2 separate regions of the Sus scrofa genome follow, and region 2 is linked to region 1. The links are chromatin contacts, called in public HiChIP or PLAC-seq maps. All regions are on one chromosome and are shown on one strand. Each heading gives the region's core, a stretch centred on a gene start, on an enhancer-like site or on the middle of the called end of the contact. The rest is flanking DNA. Distances are from core to core; before and after follow the strand shown. Region 1 overlaps BTBD9 (BTB domain containing 9). Region 2 overlaps BTBD9 (BTB domain containing 9).

Evidence for each region. HiChIP or PLAC-seq counts read pairs in DNA pulled down with a chosen protein or histone mark.
Region 2: a contact with region 1 is called in an H3K27ac HiChIP or PLAC-seq map of alveolar macrophages. The contact joins two enhancer-like sites. A contact is called at or near these places in 1 of 47 Hi-C or Micro-C datasets (epiblast stem cells) and 1 of 2 datasets of contacts at active chromatin or transcription factors (alveolar macrophages).

What each region holds. Positions count from the first base shown.
Region 1 is chr7:33,864,154-33,872,055 of Sscrofa11.1, reverse strand. BTBD9 (BTB domain containing 9) reads left to right here. Exons shown (of 12, transcript NM_001243303.1): 7 at 7,161-7,270. Among named protein-coding and RNA genes, the nearest start is that of BTBD9, 250 kb to the left of the region's middle. Within about 2 kb of position 1,840, at least 11 of the 83 cell types and tissues checked have an H3K27ac peak or open chromatin away from gene starts, as enhancers often do. A contact at or near this core is called in alveolar macrophages, where this site is marked.
Region 2 is chr7:34,003,010-34,010,065 of Sscrofa11.1, reverse strand. All of the region lies in intron 6 of BTBD9 (BTB domain containing 9), which reads left to right. Among named protein-coding and RNA genes, the nearest start is that of BTBD9, 120 kb to the left of the region's middle. Within about 2 kb of position 4,340, at least 4 of the 83 cell types and tissues checked have an H3K27ac peak or open chromatin away from gene starts, as enhancers often do. A contact at or near this core is called in alveolar macrophages, where this site is marked.

The sequences.
Region 1 (7,902 bases), core at 591-3,090:
TTCTTCCCACATAATTCAAATCAGTTCTTCTTTCCAGATCCTAAGAAACCTACTTAATTAGATTTTGGCCTCTATCTTGCGAAACGTCTATAATGGGTGTACTATATCTACATTGCAGGCTCATCTACAGTATATCTGTATTCCAAGGCAAAGCTAATCATGCCTTCCCATTTGACCCTTCTTTTATTCCTTCAGGGAGAGGTTTTATTTATTTATTTTTTAGTTTATTTTTTAAATTAAAGTGTAGTTGATCTGCAGTGTTGTGCCAGTTTCTGCTGAACAGCAGAATGACTCAGTTTTATATTTTTTTTTCTTTATTATATTCCTTTCATTGTGGTCTATCCCAGGAGATTGGATATAGATCCTTGCTATAAAGTAGGACATTGTTTAAGGGAGAGGTTTCATAACTGTTTATCCTTCCAGTTTAGCAAGTTTGTCTCTCAAGTTCTATGCAAAATAGATCACCAACCAGTGGCTAATTATTTAGTTTCTTAATTTGTTGTCGATCTCCTGACTTGGAATGTAACTTCCGCAGGGAAGAGACTTTATCTACAGTGTTCAATCCCATATCCTAGCACCCAGCTGCAGTAGCTGGCACGTGGTAAATACTCGGTTGATATTTGTTGGGTAAGTCAGTGGTCATCTGTGTGTATGTGTGGTGGAGAGGGGATCATTTCTCTTTTAGCTGTGTTTTGTTTTCTTTAGGTCTTTGAAGCAAAAGTGGTTCAGAGGGAGGACTTTGAAAGTCCGTGTTGCTCAATTTGGTGTTTTAAGGTTAGGCTACCTTGTGTGAATAGGTCAGCAGCTCCTATGTCTTTCTCCTCACCACTACTCACCACTCTTACCAACGTGGAGCCTAAGACGGAGAGAAATTAAGGAACTTGCCCCAGTTTTATACCTAATACATTGTGAAGCTCTGACTAGAACCTAGGTCATTCTTTTGACTTAGTTCTGTTCAAAAATCATACTGTTTGCTGGGTTTTAGTCTTGGCTTCTAAATTCCTAGACTTTCTCTGTAACCTTCTCCCAATGAAGGTTTATGTCCTGTCTTTCTGGTCCATTCCTCACAGGGCTCAGCACAATTTCTCATCCCTAGTAAGTGTTTATTAAATCTGGATTATTAGCAGATTTACCCAGTATACCTACAAGGGCTATTGCCTGGTAAATGTGCAAACAGAAAATATAAATGAAGTAAGTAGAATCACTTGTTATATCATTTTCATATGACATACAAATAAATATCATAATTAAGTTCTTTTGTGATACTAATTTCAAATATGATTTCATAGCTTGAAGGTAAATTATTAAGGCAGGTTTAGGTTCTATATATTTGGAGGGTGGGGAAAAAGCCTACTCTTCAAAATGCACTTTTCCCCCAAATAAAAAACAACACTCAAATATTTATGTCTAATATTGGAATGACTTTCTATTTTGAGTAGCACTGGGTAATGATGTGTTAGTAATTATTTACCGCTCTTATCCCTTCTGTGTACTTGGTTCTATATAGCATCAATTTTCTCTGAAAAACAAGATGACGACTTGTTTTGCTTGCCCTTCAGGTTGAAGAGTGGAGTTGCTGGAACGTGATCGCTCCCTCTGCCGGGCTAATGCTCAGGCAGCATCAGGGCTGTTCCCTGAGACAGTAGCCTCTGCTTAGGCTCACCCTGGGTACAGAGTGTTTAACCTTTCAGTAATTCTTCCTCTCCCCAGTAAGCAAATGATGCCAGGGCCCTTGGCTGAAGTCAGTAGAAGAGAATCTATAGCTCCACCGATCAGCCAGAGGGAAGGGTTTCTAAGAGTAACAAATCTGTTCTGTTGCAACATGCTTTTTCTAGAAGCTCTTTGTCATTCTGGCAGTAAACTGTTTTCCACTTGCTGCCTTAGCAACAAGACCCGAAGTCACTTTCCCCTCCAGTCCGTGGTTTGATTATAAGAGCACTAACACTGTACCCAGAACCAGAAGGAAATAGCATACTGGGGGAACTCGCAGACATTGCCTGCTTCTTGGGTTAAAGAATTGTATATCTACATTCTTCTTATCTCCTTGAAAGCAAGGGTCAAATAGGAAATCGTGGAAATGGTGAATCCCAAATCCACATGGTTCTAAGACCCTAGTAAATGCTGTAGCTCAAGTTCTTGTCAGTCGACCTCCCCTGACCACAGCAAAGAACAGCTTTTCTCTGCAGAGTTCCCCAGGGGCGCCTTTTGGAAGAGCCAAAGTGTTAAGGGTCCCTTCTTGTGCTGTTAAGGGTCCCTGGTCTTAGGCTAACTCTGGTTTTCTCAGGAGTCTTTTTTAACTCGAGAATATTAAGTCCAATTTGAGAATAAAACTTTGTTTACCAAAAAATAAAATTCCGATGGATTCTGTCTTTACGTAATCCCCTGAGAACTCATTTAAATATTTTTTTTTTTTGCTGAATTCAATTTTATCTTGTAGTGGAACCTGCTCAGTATAGAAGTTAGGTGATGCCATTACTAGAGGCAAAGGTTAAGGATTAACTGTAACCACAAGCAGGCTAAAGACTAAAGAATACCAAGCCTAGAGAATTCCAAGGGGTTTAAAATGGGGATGTGCAAGCTGCTATTTTTTTGTATTTTCCTCATTCTGTTAAAGATGCATTGTATATGACTGAGAAATGAGATCTGCTAGCGTCCTGACAAGAAAGATGGAAGGGTAGGTTAAGAATAGGAATTTGTAGTACCTTCCCAGAACAGGCAGGGAATACAATGAACTCCCCAAGGCAAACATTTTCTAGGTCACAGTATTAGGATGTCTCCCTGTTAGGAAGTGCTGTTTTTCTTAATAAATTAGATCTCCAAACTTCAAGAGTTTGCACAAAAAAGAAACTCTTCTGTGGGCCAGGGTAGCTGGACCAAATATGGACAAAAGATTCTTCCCTTGTCTCCTTATGCAGAGCTGAGTCAGGTCAAGAACATTTAAATAGACTTCCCTAAAGACTAGGGGCCCAAAGCAGGAAGTAACATAGAGCCAGGTAATCTGCACTGGGAATGTGGCCTCTTTATGTGGCCCATGATGCCTGTCCTTGCAGGGTCCTGAGAGGACAGGCCAGCCCCTGCCTGTGCGCTTGAAGTCCGTCCTGCCACCTGCCCCTGTTCTCCCACAGTTAGAGAAACTCCCAGACAATCAGCAGTCTTGAAGCCCCAAAGAAATTCTGCCTCCAAAGACCTACTCTTTGAATCTCTAGTTAATGATACTCTACTCTGCCAAGCATTGCATTAGACACTTTAAATAATTACCTCGATTAAACAACAGGAATTCCCATCATGGCGCAGTGGTTAACTAATCCAACCAGGAACCATGAGGTTGTGGGTTCGATCCCTGGCCTCACTCAGTGGATTAAGGATCCGGCATTGCAGTGAGCTGTGGTGTAGGTCGCAGATGCGGCTCAGATCCTGAGTTGCTGTGGCTGTGGCGTAGGCCAGAGGTTACGGCTCCGATTAGACCCCTAGCCCGGGAACCTCCATATGCCGCGGGTGCGGCCCTAGAAAAGACAGAAAGACCAAAAATATATGTGTGTGTGTGTGTGTGTGTATCATATAAGGTTTGTGTTATTGACCTCATAGAGATGGAAACCACGGTTCAAAAAGGTTCAAAATACCTTTTTGTACAGTGGCACAGCGAATTAAGTGATGGGGCTGGGCTCCAAACCTGCTTCTGTTAGACTCTGAAGCAAGTCCTGCAGAACTCCATAGTGCCTTTCAGTTTCAGAGTGCTATCCTTGGAGCGTTTAGGTTTCATTTTATTGAAGAAGACAGAATCTGTTTCCACCCACAATATGACAGCTCTAGAAACTTCTGCAGTGAATCATCCTGTTCTGAGCTGTGTCCAGGACCCCGTCTCTGTCGGCGACTAGAAGACAGCTGACATAGGCAGGGGAGGCGAATATTGGAAACAGAGTGTTAGACCAGAGCTCACGTGGACAGCATTCAGCCTCATCAGAAATGGCCAATCTGTTGCTTATCTGCCTTCCTCAGCACTGTTTAAGTTTTAATTATCTTCCAACTGTCTGAGCTGCTGTTGAGGACCGCAGAGAGAACAAAGGATAGCTGTCATATTTTTCAGCAGTGTTCCTCTCTACACACGGATGAAGTCACTAGCTGCCACTGCCCTTATTATCAGGTTAAATCAGAGTCTGAGTGTGCACTGGAGAGACGATGTTGAAGGAGAAAAAAATTAATCTCAAGTTTTACCTCTTATTCAAAATCTTTTGTGACGGAGAAAATGTGGTATCTACTTCTCCTGTTTGGCTGTTAGGCCCCAGAAGCAGGTTTGGATTGCTTTTAAAAATAAAAAAGTAAAGAGGGAGGGGACTCTGCCATCTCCATCCCTTGGATTGTCAGTAGCTTACTGGGCAGGGGTAACTTCTCTTCCACCTCTGGGATGCCCCCCCCCCCCCCCGCGCCCCCACTGTGAGCCCCATGAAGGAAATCTGCTTGTGATCAAGGATGGCACCTGGGCTGCCCCCTCCTCCCTCCAGACATTGCTCGTGGAGCAGGGCCTCCTTCGCCTGAGCTGGACAGGGTCCCTGAGGTCTTAATGGAGAGCTCCAGGCTGCCCTGCTGGTCGCTGAAGTGGGGGGATTAGGTAAAGCCTGTTTGCTGTTTCTGGTGGAGATCTCCAATAAAGGACAGAGTCCTATGCTAAGCAGTTGCTTGCTGGAGAAAAGGAGCATGGCTTCTTTCTCGTGACTTTGTTAATGTGGATTTGAGTAAGGACTTTATGTCATTTTTGTAAATTAGGCTATAATTTTATGGAGACTTAGAAAGTATTGTAGAACTGGAATAATTAAACTTGTTATGAGCATTACATATAACAGGCTAATCAAGAAGTGTGATGTACAGTGGTGAATTGCTAATTTGACCTCAGGATTATGCAGCAGAGATAACATTATCTTCATTTATATAGAACTTTTTATCTGGAGGCATCTCTCAGTGCTTTTGCAATCATATATATTATCTTGTTAGTTATCACAAACACTATCATTAAGACTGTAAAATGTATTCCAGTATAATTTTTTATTTTCAGTTTCCTATAATTGGGAGGCGAGGGAAAGGAAGGTTCTATATTTTCTTCCATTCTTGATATTTGCACTAGGGTAAAATTTGGGAAACGACTATTGCCTAAACTTGGAGAGCCTGGTTCCATATGATGTTTTAAAAAGAAAGGGAGGGAGGGAACATTACCGCATCCCCTCAGGTCAGCCGGGACCATTAACCTTAAGAACTGCCAATGGGGAAAGGCGCGTTCGTCACCTCCCCGCTCCTCTGCCTTGCATAGTGTTAGAAGAGCAATCTCTCCTTTGAGAGACTTGACCTAGGGAACAGGAAGATGATCTGATCAAATTCCACCAAACCACATTCCCCCCGTTCCCTCCAAGGTTGCAGACGGCGCAGTCAGCCTGTCACGACCATGTGCGGTTGAAAATGCTATGCTAGTTGAGTTCCTGTGGGTTTGAGGAAATGGACAAAATTAGATTCAGGCCAAGGTGCCAGGCTTAACACACCCCTTCCGTTCCAGAAAGCCCAGAGAGATTGTTACTGCCAGCAGTAAAGAATAACACAATCTGTTCTACCCAGACCATTTAGAACTTATTTTAAATAAACCCCATACCTACTGAAACCCAGTAAAATTGACCCCTTCTCTCTCCTCGAGGGCTTGAGAAAGCAGGTTAGGGCTGCCCTCCTGCTTACCAGGGGGCTCTGGCGAGCTTGCAGTTACCCTGACTCTCTACCCAGGAAGAGCGCCGTCTGCTTGCAGTGGGTGCGGGCGCGCCGAGCAGCCAGGCCAGGGGAGTGCGTTCACATCGGTCATGAAGATGAGCCATCAGCTTCTGTCAAGGAGCAGATGGCTAAATGAGGTGCACAGGGAATGCAGCGAGATTCAGGCTTGAAGAAACAGGAGGGAAAATAGCCCGTGACACAAAACCCCCCAACATAGCCTCTTTAATGGGAATTTTTTTAAATTGGCATTTACATTATACAGTTAACTTGGAGTGATGAGAAATGTAAGGGAATTACCAAATTAGTGAACAGCGATTAACTCAGAAGGAAAACTATATCATCTAAGTCGAAGGTTGTTTTACTCAGTGGAGGGCAGCTCTTACTAAAACCTTGCCCAGTCTGTCATCTCCTAATTGAAATCTGTTTCTTTAATATGCTTCATCCTTCAGAGCACATAGTTCATAATTTGGGAGAGCATTATCAGTTGATCTGGTGATTTCTTTCCCCAGTTCTTCTTTTGAATTCTAGTAAGACTGTGTGTGTGGCACATTACGTTCCTCAGGAATTGTGTGACACTCAGAAGAGTAAGTGTGTCTGTTCATTAACCTGTGAACTGGCAGGTCCCTCTGGAGAGTGAAAGGAGCAAGGCGCTCCAAGGTTAATGCTTGTTTGTCGGAGGCGAAGCCGCTAGGGATTCGCAGAGGGTGAGCAGGCCAAGACGCTGGAGACCTCCCCGTGACACTCTGCCCTGTGTGCAGATGCCAGGTCCTCGTGGCCAGGAGGGAAGCTGCAGAACAGGCAGGGTCCCTTCTGCAGATAGCTTCCTCTGCAGGAGAAGGTTCCCAGCAGTCAAGGGGCAGGGGCTGGCGTAAGTATACAGGGTTGACTTCCTAACAGGGCTTTAGGAACAATATTAAAACACAAGAAACTGAGTGGTTTTTCAGTAGTTTCTGTGGATTTTTCCTTTAAACAAGAAAGCAACATTGATTTCATGCATTTGTCTCCAATGGATGAAAGCTTTCATTGAGTTGGAAAGTGTTTGTTTTTGTGTGTGTCTGCGCACCTGTGCACAGGCACTGCTGACCACAAGGCAAGGTTTGTTATTCTCCAGTGTAAGTATCTCACGGACATCAAATTGTACTGACATTCAGGTTTGATTTTCTGGGTAAACCAAATCTAGGATCTACTTAATTCTCGGGAAAGTGGCATCTCTATAATGTTGCTGCAGTTCCTCCAGGCTCTGTTGGAGCTACTAGCCCTGAGGAGGAGGTACAGGGTCTGAAGCCAGTTCAGGTCTTCTTGAACCCATGCTCTGGGACATTGTGCCTTTACCCAGGGTATCTTACTCTGTTATCTTTGGGTTGGTGATGATGGGAGCTCATTTTCTTCAACAAATTCTCTTTTCTTTTTACCCCCAGGTATATTCGAATAGTTGGGACTCACAACACAGTGAACAAGATTTTCCACATTGTGGCTTTTGAATGTATGTTTACAAACAAAACCTTCACTCTGGAGAAAGGGCTGATAGGTAAGTGTCAAAATTACATTTTTGTTTATACCCTTAGAATATCTTCAAATATTTTTTTATTCCATTAACTCATCTTAATCTACCTCTTAATCAGCTTTGACTAAGAGCTCTGGTTGACTTGAATGCCTTATGGCTGAGTGATGTAGGGGAGGGCTTATATTTTCAGAAGTTGTCAAAACAGTAATTCCAGTCAACTGAACGTAAAAGAATATAAATACTGTTCTAGTAGTTAAGATTTGAAAATGTTTTAGTGTTTCATTCAGATTTGCTACGTAGAGAATGCTGATGTCAGTCGGGCAGAGGCTTTTCTGTATTCAGTGGTAGGTAAGATCAGGGAGGAAGTCAGTATAATATTGATCCAGTGCTCACACTTTACAAGGCTGCGCAGGTCTTTCGGCCTTTGATTTGATATGAATGAGGTGCTCGGCTCTGAGACTGTCTCCTTTTCATGGACGCAGCAGTCCATGTTGGCCCTGTTGAGCCAAACTCACCTCCAGAAAATGCCTGCACGTAATTTAAATAAGACCAGAGTCACTAAATGGTCGTTGTGAAAATTAAGCTATCTTGTGGGAAATATGGCTTGGCTGATTTTCGAAAGGGTATTTTTAGTTTCGTTTAGTGGTTCGGCTCTT
Region 2 (7,056 bases), core at 3,091-5,590, 140 kb before region 1:
TTGATTGTACAGATTTTTGTTCTGCGGAATTTATATCCTTAGGGGCCCATCCATTTTGGATGTAATTTTGTAAGAAGATCAACACAGAACCGAGAACTGGCCCTGTGCAGTGATGGGAGGAAGTCACCCGAGGAGGTGATGCGTAGGCACCTTTATTAAGGAGAGTGAAACGTACAAGAAGAATGGGGTAGGGCTTCTTGATATTTAGAGTCAAAGATTTAGAGAATCGGATGATGTGCAGAAACAGTGGTACTGCTTCCCGGGTCCCTTTACATTGCCCGGCCTCTGCTGCCGTTGGGTTTGGGCTTGTAACTAGTTCAAGCCAATGGCCTGTGCGCAGAAGGGAGGTATGGCCCCTCCCAGCCAGCGCATCCACTCCAGCCCTTTGTGGATTAATTCCTGCGCTGAATTTTTTTGTGTGTCTTTTTTTTTTTTTTTTTAGGGCTGTGCCTGCATCATATGGAAGTTTCCAGGCTAGGGGTGAAATCGGAGCTACAGCTGCCGGCCTACGCCACAGCTCATGGCAACACCAGATCCTTAACTCACTGGGCAAAGCAGGGATCGAACCCGCATCCTCACGGATCCTTGTCGGGTTCGTTAACGCTGAGCCACGAAGGGAACTCCGATGAATTTTTTTTTTTTTTAAGGTGCTAGATAATAGGACAAAATAGAGCCATACATATTTTGAAATATATATGCACCTCTAAATAATGACAGAAATCAGCTTGTGTTCCGCAGACCTGTTTAGCATAATCTGCTATTTAGAAGTATGTGGGGCATTCTCTTCTCCATGGACATGAGTTGTGGATGACAGACTCGTTCTGGGGCTGTGACTGGTCCTTAAACCTCAGATGAGTCCCAGAAAAACCCCATTGTGGGAAAAACTGGGTTAGGGTGAGTTTGGTTTTAGATATTATAGCCTTAAATTGATAGAAACGACCAGCTTTCTTACCTCTCATACTTTGTTGGGAACCACTCCAGTGCTGACCTTACTGAAGATTTTTGTTACTATGAAGGTGACTTTATAGTCAGTGTTTCTGTAAAGCCAACAAAATTTCAAAAAAGCAGTGTTAAGACCGAGAACACCTCAGCCTTAAATCCATTTGTTTTCAGCGTACCTGACGCGTATTATTCTCGTTGACTGCCTCTTTCTATAAACCTGGCCGTTGCCACCTTGCTTGATTGCCTGCAGTTTGATTCTAATGAAGCTCATTTAATTAAGACTTGAAAAAATACCTTCTTTGCTGCTTGGGACTTGAGAATAGCTGGGTCTGAAGCCTTTGCCTGCAGTGATGGTTGTTCAACTCGTTGGTTGCAGTTTTATAGTAACAGGTTTGGAAATCCTCTAGCACATGATGATTTTCGTGTGAGAGAGGTCTGGTTGTAAGAAGTAGTTACTGTATTGATAATAGTTCTTTCCTGCTGAGTACTGTATTCTTTTCTTGCCCCTGCTCTCTCCCGCTTCCTTTTCTCTCTCTCTTCTTTCCACGTAATGATCTGGGAAACTCTCAAAGGAACCCCATGCCGCTGCCATGTGTGGGGTCCAGGAATCCTGATCATTTTGAAGAGCTACCCGGTTCTAACACTATCCTTAGGAAATATCTTACTGAATGTAGCATCTTTTGTGGTGAGTGAAATGTTAAAAGAGGGAATGCAATTTGAAAAAAATAAATAAAAACTTTAGGGACCTACATTAGAGAATATAGATCACAAATCAATATAAAGTTCAGATAATACTTTATCCAGAAATCATATGTGACAGCAACGGGATGTGGGAAAAGTTCCCTCCATGTGTCCATTTTGAGAAATACAGTGTTTTTATTTGGTACAGTTGCATATTCATTTCTAACAGACTGCATCTTAAAAGGATTGGACTTTTATAGATTCTATGAATATTCAGAGAGTCACCAAAACCAATTCTGTCCTTTACCTTAAGCATCTAGACCCATCTGTCATTTGCTTGCTAGTCCTAGCTCTGTATTGTGAGATTTCCCTTTTGATAATAAGATATTCCCCATGTGGATGGAGGGACATACTGGTACCTTTGCTGCCATGGTTCAAAGTTTCTACCCTCAGAGTGGATCTTGGAGAGAGAGGGAGGGTGTGTGCATGTGTGTGTGTGTGTGTGTGTGTGTGTGTGTGTGTATGTTGCCAGGCCCTGCCCACTTTGGGATCTGGCATCAACTGTCTTAAGCTTTTAGGGCATTGTTTAGGACACTGATGCAGAAGGGGGAGGTATAATGGCTGTTGCCACTAGTAAGTCATCAGGGTACTTGGCAAGCTGGCAAAATCTGGAAGCCTTATCCATTTGCATTTTAATTGGTGTGACCATTAGCCTAAAGCCTGAATTTTAAAAGTTGTCCCTTGAGCCCTTTCTCCCTTTTACCCTCTCATTTTCCTGAAGCTGATTTGCATCTTTAAAAAAAAATGTTTCTCAACATTGTAAAACTCATGTCCTTTTTTGGTAAACTCAGAAATGATACACCTCTGTTAATATTATTTAAAATATCCATTAAATATTGTAAGAATTGTAACAAAAGAATCAAGGCAATGGCAGTCTTAGAAGATTGCCTTTTTTTTTTTTTTTTTTACTTTAGTCACATGGGATCAGTGTGAAAGTGTGGTCTGTTTGCTAGCCACAAGCGTTTTTCCCATTCTTGCTAGTGACAGAGCACAGCATAGGTCACTTTCACATCAAGCCTGTTCAACTGCTTTGTTTTCATGGTCACAAAGGGCAAGAGCGCCTGCTTTGCAAATGTAGTCTATTTTATTTTGACAATGCTTTGCAAATATAGTCTATATAATTCTGACAATGCATGTTCAGACTACATGTGTGCCCATCTTCCCCAGGAAAGATTTGGTATCACTCCCATACCATTTCCCACCACCTCACTGCTTTAAGTACTTAACTATGAAGAGAGAAAGACATGACAGTAATTAAGATGGGCTAAGTAAGCCATTCTTATTCATGAGCACAGCCTCGTCTCTCAGCCACCATCCCCATCCCTGTGGGGCTCTGATATTGCCCCTCCTCTCTGCTGTCCCAGCCACCTCCAGATCTGCCTGCAAGGTCACACTGGGTTTTGTGGACTCATCCATATGACTCCCTATCTCCTGATCTGGTTCCAGTCCTCCTAGACCTAGGGAGAAGATGGGAAATAGGTCTTCCGCGTTCTTGCAGGGGTAGGAATGGCGTTCTTGAGGATCTCTAGAGGCAGGCACTGGGCTGAGGATTCTGCTTGCCTAGTTATACCGAATCCTCAGAAGGTTCCCACGAGGTGGGAACAATTATCTCTATTTTGTAGATGAACAAACGAAGGCACAGAGATGTTGTTTGCACCACGGTCTGTGGTGGTGGAGTCAAAATCCAAAGTCATATCTCTTTACATTGAGCTGCTTTTGTTGTTTCCAATGAAATGCACGATCCTTTCAAAAACATGTTCAAACTTTTCTCATCTTTGGGTAGGCAAAAGAAAAAAAAATTAATGAGACGATCATTATTATTTTGAAAATAACTACCTTATTCTGCCTAGCAACTATTTGCTGTAGGGTCTGGGGCAGTACTTTCATACCATGCAGTTGCCACCATAGAAAAACCAAGAGTATTATAATAATTTAATTCATGTTTTAGGTTATTATAAATAGAATTATAATCTCTTTTCATATAAGAAATACGTATATTTTTAAGAATGGAAGCACTATAGATTGGCCTAAGGGAGCTTTTTAAATAACCTGTAAGGGTAAATTTCTTTTCCAGTTTCTTCAGAATAATATTTGGAGCCCTTAAATTTGGATCTATTCTAATAAGAGTTATAATGATGAAAAAGGTATGTAAATACAATGAACCTTCTATAGTTACTTAAAAACAGAGATGTTCACATATATACAAAAATGAGTAAAAGGCATCTCTGTAATTTTGAACTTTCCTTATGTACTTATTGTCTTGTATAACAAGCAAAAGAGATGTTTACAATCTCACACTCTAGATAGAGCTTAAATTTTAACATGTAAAAATTAATACCATCTCCCATTATTCTAAGTTTATAGAAAACAGTGTACTCATCATTGAAACTGTGTATGTCAGTGTAAGGATTTGCTTTGATTTTTTTTTTTTTTTTTAATCTCCAGAACACTTCTCAGGAACAAATTAGATTTAAATTTGAAGAAAAAAAAAAAAGCTTTGAATTTGGTGAAGGAAATCTGTCAATGGAAAGATGGTCAGGTGTTGAAAATATGTGCTGTGATTAAACAATTGTCTTAAAACAACAATGACTAAGGTGTATTATCACCATTCAAAATGGAACAAAATTGGCTACTGAACTTTGGCCTTTAGAAATTGTATCTTGAGCCTCTGACCACTGGAGGGCGCTATGTTACTGCAAACCACTCACTAAAGTCAGAAGTCGTCAAATCTCTTCATTTGTTCTTACTAAAAAGATAAAGGATTTATATTCTTGTAATGCCAAATCAGTTCATACTTAACATTCAGCCTTTAGCTGTAGAAACTTGTTTGAATGACAGTAATGGCTTCATTTCAAGTTATTTAAATGTTTAATGCTTGTAATTTACTCAAATGTGTATAATCCTTTATTTAACTTGATGAAAATGATGTACTGTTAACATTGTTTTTAGCATTAATTAATGTGACTAATTGAAGTTTGAAACACTAAAACCAATTTCCCTGTTGTGTTGCGTCATCAGACTGTAGAGAAGTTTCCCTCTGGCCTGGTCTGATCTCTCTTCTGTCCCCCCTCAGCCCTGCTTGGTGCCCCCCTACATGTTTTACCCTCCCTGCTATTTCTGTAGCTAATTTGATTTCAGTATACCCACTGCTACGGTTGGTAGCAAAACTGATGAACTGTAGCTCGTTTCTCCTCTGAAAACTTTGCAATGCATTATGATAGGAGCTTCCTAGCATTACTTTATTGTTCCAGAAATGAATGTAGTGATGATTAACATCACTAAATCACTATAAGCACTTAAGCAGAGGGAGAAAAATGGAAGTAGGTGTTGACGTCCCTAGTCCTGGCAGTTGGTGAAAACTCATTTTCAGCAGGAAATGGTGGAACCTCAGTATTCTTACCTGAAGACCCATCAGCACAGCTTTCATTGCCACTGACTCTCAGTAATAATGAAAAACAAAACCAAAGCCCCTGCTGTTTTCAAAGCTTTAGTCTGGTCTTGGAAATCAGAGGAGTATAAGTCAAAACCAGGTAACACCTTTCTGGCAGCTTGCTTGTACTGCTGTGATGTGTTACAGTAAAACGGCCCATTACAGTTCTCTGTTTGTAGGCATAAATAATTCTTTCTTGTTAAACATTGCTCTTCCAGGGTGCCAGAGGAAGGAGCAATTTTACCCACTGTAATTGTGATACATGTCATGTATTCAAAGTAATTGTTAGGTCACTGCATACTTTGTTGTTATTCTAAACGCTACAGAAGTTTTCTCTATAACCTGGACAGTTTTCAAAGGGTTAAAAATGCAGGAGTATCTCATTCTTTTTAGGTTAAATCTTTGATGTGTATTGTCTTGGGGAAAAAATGTTGTCTTGGTTTTAAAAAACACCTATAAACAGAATTGCTCAACTCCTCCTATTTATGTAATCATGTAATCCTTTATAATAGTGGCACTATTTTATTTTGTATATGAAATCTTAAATTGAAAGCTTAAATTTAATTCCATAATCAAAATGCACATTGGCTCTGGTTTGTTTACTAACCATTTTAACAAGAATTCGTATGGTATTTCTTGACACTGTAATTTTCCTTATAATTTTAAACATTATGTATTTTATAAATATACATATATGTAAATATGTGTTTTAAACATTATGTGCATATTTGCTTATATATACGCACATAATTGTTATCTCAGTCGAGTAAAGCAAAATAATTGAAACGAAAACTATAAATATATGCTATATAGATATAGCAGTTTTAGGATGTGAGCTTATGAAATTAATGACTAATAGATCTGAGTTTTTAAATTATTATCTTAGTTGTGTCATTCTTGTCTTAAATCCATAAATGATAAGACTGCCCAGGGTTTTTTTGGGGGGTTTTTTTTGGTCTTTTGTCCTTTTAGGGCCGCTCTTGCGGCATATGGAGGTTCCCAGACTAGGGGTCTAATCGGAGCTGTAGCCGCCGGCCTACGCTAGAGCCACAGCAACTCGGGATCCGAGCCGCGTCTGCGACCTACACCACAGCTCATGGCAACGCTGGATCCTTAACCTACTGAGCAAGGCCAGGGATCAAACCCGCAACCTCATGGTTCCTAGTTGGATTTGTTAACCACTGAGCCATGACGGGAACTCTAAGAATGCCCAGTTTTTTAGAAAGAACCCTTCCTTCCAGATGGTTCCTAGAAAATCATTTAGGGAGTAGATGTAAATATCAGCCCCATTTTACAGTGAAGGAAGCGGCACTGTCAGAACGTGAAGATTACTTTCCCAAGATCACGTACTAGCAGGTGGAAAGCTGGGTGCAGCCCAGGTTCTTGCCCTCCACGGAAGGCTGCTGTGAGGGAGAGACCAGGAGAGGCCTACACTGGATGGCTGGCCCTCGTTTCCCGTGTGTCGGAGACTCGCTCAGGCTCTGCGTGTGTGCCACTTTTCTCATCTTTAAAATGGGACCTGGTTAGTCTTTTTCCAGTTTTGTTCAAGACGGAGTAAACACTAATGGAGCTGCAATTTATTGGGAATTTTGAGCTTGGGGGTAAAAAGCTATTTACAGTGTAGTCTTCACCTTCCGTGTTTTTAGAAGGGGGAAGAGGCTCTTTTCCTTTACGTGAAAGACAACAGACAAGCTTGAAGAGGAAAGTCAACAGACGGATGAGGCATCCTCCATCATTGAAATACAGGGAAATATCTCTTTAATTAGTCTTAATAAATCTCGTTGGGCTCGTGGAGGACTGAGGATTTGTCTCTTCCCTCATTGCCTCCTAGCTTTTCAGTTTCTTCTTTTCTCACTTGAGAATGAGATTCTTTTCTTTTAATGTAGTTGTTGGTATATGATAATAGATAGGCTGATTTCTTTAAGAGATGCAGTGTTATCAGT